Linked DNA regions of Hordeum vulgare: region 2 is linked to region 1. A link is a contact called in public Hi-C data. All regions are on one chromosome and are shown on one strand. The core of a region is the stretch at or near the end of the contact, and the rest is flanking DNA. Distances in the headings are between cores, read along the strand shown. Region 1 has its middle 11 kb from the start of LOC123445163. Region 2 holds the start of LOC123400688.

Region 1 (2,855 bases), core at 59-2,558:
ACGACGCCCAGCCGCCGTAGTCGGTGGCGAGGTCCCACGCGCCGCCCGGCTCGCCGACGCGGTGGGTCACCGCCGACGCCGTGCCCAGGACGGCGGCAAGGAGAGCGATGATTTTCATGGCAGCCATGGACTGCGGTGACGGGTGGAGGTTGGAATGCGGTGCAACGCAACGCAAGGAGAGGAGATCGATATATGCTTCAGGGGAGTTGGTTGGGTTGGGTTGGCTTGCTGCCGTGCCACCGGCATTGCCCCTCGCTTTATATACGAGCAAAGCAAGCGCAAGCGCTCAGCCTTGATTGGGCCCGCGTGGTGGAAATGGAATGATAAAGGGGTTGGAATTTGGGGTTGAATGATCATGTGCGCTTTGGACTTTGAACGAGTCAATGCTACCTTGTGGCCAGCTGACCATCTAACGCCGCCTCGCTTCCCATTCAACTTGGACGTTGCTGTACGCGGCCTATGTTATGCATGTGGCCATGGGCCTCGGGCATGTAAACTGTGCAAGTGTGTACGCACATGCTGTCATCCTGGAGCTAGATCTTAGTGTGAGACACAATCAAGTCTCAATTAAGTGATACTCCCTCCTCCATTTTTAAATATAAGTCTTTTTAGAAATTCCATTAGAAGACTACATACAGAGCAAAATTAATGAGTATACACTCTAAAATGTGTCTACATACATCTGTATGTTGTCCCTAGTAAAATCTTAAAAAAAACTTATATTTAGGAACGAAGGAAATACAACATATAAAAAACAATACTTTTTTTTTCAGTTTTTGAGAGGCATGGACTGCCTCTTACGAAAGCAAATCCATACTTTTTCTGAAAGTAAAATCATGAAAAATATTTTTTTTGTTTTTGATTGTCTCTTACAAAAGTAAAATCGTGTCTTTCGCGAAATCAAAACCATGGCTCTCGAGAAAAGAAAAAAGCATATTTTTTTGCATAAACTTTTTCTGTCCAAAGGCTAAGAAAGGTGTGTGAAAAAACCGAAAAGCCAAAAAAAATAAAAAGGCAAAAACGCGTGCGAGAAAATTATAAAATAAGTAAAATAAAAAAAAATCTAAAACGCGACATGTGACAACGGCTGAAAAAGACCATTGAAAGCTCCCAGAGGAGCGCTTTGCTCCCTATTTTTTGGTGTTCCGGCCGGTATTATCAAACGTGCCTGGCCCAATTCCACTCTCTTGATCTGTTTCACATGTCTTTCACGTTGCATCATTTATTTTGTACTTGGGCTGAGCCCATCTGCTGGTGGATGTACGCATGAATGGACCCCTAGCAAGGCCTTGGCCCTAGGCGGCCGCCCCGGCCCAGATCCCCGCATCGCAGCAGGGCCAACAGCGACCGGCGGAGGCAGAGTGGCGCGTCTACTCGCCCACGACAGGATCCCGATGTCCCCAACCCGTCCCAGCATCACTTCCACTTCGATACAATCCACGTAAACACATCAATAGATGAGATCTATCCATACCCCTTCACAATAAAGGATAGAATGATCATTTTAAAAAATACGTCGCACACACGACACATCAATGGATGAGATTTATCCGAACCCCTTCACGATAAAGGGTAGAATAGTTATTTTAGAAAATACGTCGCACACACGACACATCAATGGATGAGATTTATCCGAACCCCTTCACGATAAAGGGTAGAATAGTTATTTTAGAAAATACGTCGCACACACCATTCGTATACGCCACGATGGACCAGCCCATTGACGGATGCATGTACGATCCGTTTGTCTAGTACTAAAAGATAAAGCGGAAGGATTCAAACACAAGACCTCCAACTACAAGGACATGGCTGATAGCCACTAGGACTAATAGGCACTTGTGCTTAGTTACTCAGCACAACGTATTAGAAAGGCCATTAATGGCGCCAGATCCTGAAAATAAAATTGTATCATTATTTCTGAAAAAGTGAATATTTTTTACAACATGAATATTTTGCAAAAGTTTTGAATTTTAGAAATCTCAAACTTTTTTTCAAATTTTAATTTTTTTTGAATGCGGACGTTCTATAAAAAACAAACAAATTTTCAAGAATAGGAGGTAATGTAGCAAACATTTATATAAAACATCAAATATTTTTGAACATTTAACAAAAACTCAAACATTTTTTAAAAACATGAATGCTTTTTTAAAACTAGCGGGCACTGTATCTAACTCTTTTTTTAATGAACATTTTTATTTTCTTTATCAATTTTGGGAAATATATACAACTTTTAAATCCTGGAACAATTTTTAAAACACAAGCATTTTTCGCATAAGAAACCAAAAAGAAGTGAAAACAGATTCATGACAAACCAGATACTGTAGCATATGCGTTTATCTCATAATTGGGCTGACCATCTTGTTTGTTAGGTTGCTTGCCTCTGTGCTAATGAGCCAGAGTTTGTCGCGAAGAGTAATAGAATTGGACTTTCGTCGTATTTTGTGCTGTCATCCCTCTCTTTTTTTTTGAATGCTTTTCAGTTAGTTGAACTTTTCTTGCAACTTTTTTTGAACTTTTTTAAAATCCCTCATTTTTTTTACAATTTGTTTACAAAATTTGCAAATTTTCTAAATAGGTAGAATTTTGTTCTAAAATGATTCACAAATTTGAGAAAAAGTTGACTACCAGGTAGGTTAGTTTGTACAAAAGTTTACGAAAAAAAGATGGACTTTCTCAAAATCCGCAAATGCTTGGGTCGGCCTAACAGGCACATGTTCAAAATCTTGAAATATTCTTTTGAATACCAGAAACTATTCTTGCCTTTAAATAATGTTTATAATTTTAAAATGTTTCTGTTTTCTATTTTAAGAAATGTTTGGACTTCAGAAAACATTGATATCTTTTTTATAAATGTA
Region 2 (3,105 bases), core at 444-2,943, 190 kb after region 1:
CAAGACACCAAAGTTATTAAAATGGGAATCAAGTAGAAGACAACTTCTTATACCACTACCACTGTTTACACCTGATGGCGCATTGCCCCCACCAACGGAACATGAGATAGGGTCTGCCTCCATTACCACATCATCACTGTCACAGCTGCTACTTCCACCAGATGGCGCATTGCCCTCACCAACAGAGCCTGGCACCAGGCCTCTCTTCACTAGCACATCATCATTGTCACCGTAAACGATGCCCAAGGTCTTTATCCCCTTCTCCAGTATGTAACTGACAAACAACTGCTCACGGTCCAGGCCATGGAATCCGTGGAGGACAAACTTCTTCAGATGAGAGAGGCAGTCGGCAGAGCCCGGGTAATTCCAGGTCTCAGCACAATCTCCACTATCAGGTGACGAGGATCGAATGGACTGGAATTGAGTAAAAAACAATGTCAGTGTCTAGCATATCAATCCTCAACTTGCACCCAAGTACAATTAGAAGTGCTAGAACAGATACCTATATTATTAATCTGTTGGGATGAACATATATCAATATTATACGAATACTACCATGATGTGAAGCGTCTCCAGACGAGGAAAGCATCTGAGCAGAGGGTGCAGCATCTTGACCTCCTTGTCATGCGAAAATCGCACCTTGACAACCAGTATCTTCAAGTTTGGTAGCATCACACTATCTTTCATAGTCATCCGAACCTGCCATTGAGGCAAATTAAACATGAGAACATTATTTGGTTGCAGTCATGTACCGAATTGAAGTGCAGATCAAGAAAGTTACAAGACACAGTTACCTTGATGACGGTGCCGCCAATCTCAAGTGTGTGGAGCTGGAGGTCCAAGACACCGAGCACCTCCAACCTGGACACATGGACAATTTTGATGGGCCTCCTCCGCTCAAAAACGGCAACGCTTTCGAAGGGCAGGCGCTCCAAGCAGGGGGCATCCTCGACGATGATTTTATCGGAGCTGCATATCCATTCCGACACCACACGGAGGCTGCTGGACTTGATGCGGGGGCGTGCAGGGCAGTTGTAAGCGATGGCAAAGGAGAGGATGTTCAGCTTGGGGCAGTGCGCGAGCAAGGCTTCGAATTTGTTGTCCTCGATGATGGAGTGGAAAAGGCTGAGCTCGCAGAGGTTGGGAAAGACGGGGTGGTGGCCGGGGGTGATGTCCGGGAAGTGCCAGACGCCGATGTACAGGCGGGTGAGGGAGGCACAACTGAGGATTTCTTTGGGGAGCGGCAGGTTGAGCGGCCACGGGCGGTTGAAGAGGATGAGGTCCTGGACGTTCTTGGCGGCGAGGCTGGCGAGCAGGCGCTGGAGCGCGTACTCCCGGTGGTAGAAGGAGGTGCGGGTGGCACGCAGGGCGCGGACGGGGCCCGGGTGAGCGGCCACGCAGCGCCTGCTCGGGGCGGGGGCCGGAGAGCTCGTACTCCTCGTCCTCGCTGCCGTTGCCGGCGTCCTCCACTCCGGGCCCGCCCATGATGCGCGCGAGGCGACACGCGCGGCGCTGTTCATGGCGGCTGCTGCGGCGGCTGACCCCGCCCCACGGCGGCCAACGATGGAGGCGGACCCGGCCCCACCAGCGACCCCGAGCGCGTGTGGCGGGTGTGCACCGGGGACGCCGACTGGGACCCGCCCGACGACGTGTGCAGGCTGCGGGCTCGCCGGACGCGACGACATGCGATCCATGGCACTCATACGTATTCAACGTATCTATAATCTTTTATAGTTTCACGTTATTATAATTTTTGTCTTTTGTGTGAGCATCATTGAATTATCAATGCCTATCTAAGGGCATCAAACAATAGCGCTTGTTGGGAGGCAACCCAATCAATTTATTTTTTTCTTTCTGTTTTGTTGCGTCCACACCATCATAATTCTGTTGTGATTGTGTTTTTTATGTTTGAGTCAAGCAAAACCTTTATGATTAGTCTTGGTAATGGTTGTTTGATCCTGCTGGAAAAAGACAGAAACTTTTCGCTCACAAGATGATTTTTCATTTTTATTCAGAAAGAGCTTTTGAGTTTATTCTTTTTGCTGCTGGTTTATATGCCTTTTGCCCAGGCAGTCGTAATTGTTCAGATGTTTTGAGGTACCACAAGTATACGAAGTATACATATTGCTACAGACTGGACTGTTTTTGACATATTTTGTTTTTGTTGAGTTGGTTGCTTGTTTTGATGAAACTATGGTTAATATCGGGGGTACTAGCCATGGAAAAGTGAGAATACAGTAGCCCAACACCAATATAGATAGAATTCAAGTTTGCTACACTACCAAAAAGAGGTGGTAGTTTGTTTTCTTGTGCTAATGTTATCACGAGTTTCTGTTTAAGTTTTGTGTTGTGAAGTTTTTTCAAGTTTTTGGTGATGTTCTCATGGATAAAGAGATAAGGAGTGGAAAGATCTCAAGCTTGGGGATGCCCAAGGCATCCCAAACCAAATTCAAGGACACCAAAAAGCGTAAGCTTGGGATGCCCCGGGAAGGCATCCCTTCTTTCGTCTTCAATCCATCGGTAACATTACTTGGACCTCTATTTTTATTCACCACATGATATGTGTTTTGCTTGGAGTGTCTTGTATTGTAGGATTCTTTTCTTTTTGTTGTGTCACAATCATCCTTGCTGCACACCTTTTTGAGAGAGAGAGACATGCACTCATCATGATTTTTGCTAGAATGCTCATAGTGCTTCACTTATATCTTTTGAGCTAGATACTTTTGCTCTATGTGCTTCACTTATATCATTTAGAGCACGGCGGTGCGTGACTTGGTAGTTGGCTTATGCTATCAAAGTAGTCCCAAATGTGATAGTTACCCAAAGAGGATACAAAAACCTCCATCTTCATGTGCATTGAGTAGAAAGAGAAGTCTTGATTCCTCTCAATTAGTTTTGAGATGTGGATTCGGTAATATTAAGAGTTATGTTAGTAATGTGTTGTGAATCTAGAAATACTTGTGTTGAAGTTAGTGATTCCCGTAGCATGCACGTATGGTGAACCGCTATGTTAGGAAGTCGAAGCATAATTGATCTATTGATTGTCATCCTTTGTGTTGAGGTCGGGATCGCGCAATGGTTAACACCTACCAACCCTTCCCCTAG

Evidence for each region. Hi-C and Micro-C count contacts between places; a contact is called where the count stands out from the background.
Region 2: a contact with region 1 is called in a Hi-C map of seedling, with 2.4 times the contacts expected there. The contact joins the promoter of LOC123400688 here to the enhancer-like site in region 1. A contact is called at or near these places in 2 of 6 Hi-C or Micro-C datasets (leaf and seedling).

Annotation. Positions count from the first base shown.
Region 1 is chr1H:459,180,738-459,183,592 of MorexV3_pseudomolecules_assembly, forward strand. It overlaps the pseudogene LOC123414669. Among protein-coding and RNA genes, the nearest start is that of LOC123445163, 11 kb to the left of the region's middle. Within about 2 kb of position 1,309, at least 3 of the 3 cell types and tissues checked have open chromatin away from gene starts, as enhancers often do. A contact at or near this core is called in leaf and seedling, where this site is marked.
Region 2 is chr1H:459,375,336-459,378,440 of MorexV3_pseudomolecules_assembly, forward strand. It overlaps LOC123400688, which reads right to left and starts at 1,694. Exons shown (of 8, transcript XM_045094662.1): 1 at 795-1,694; 2 at 556-699; 3 at 54-414. The coding sequence starts at 1,694.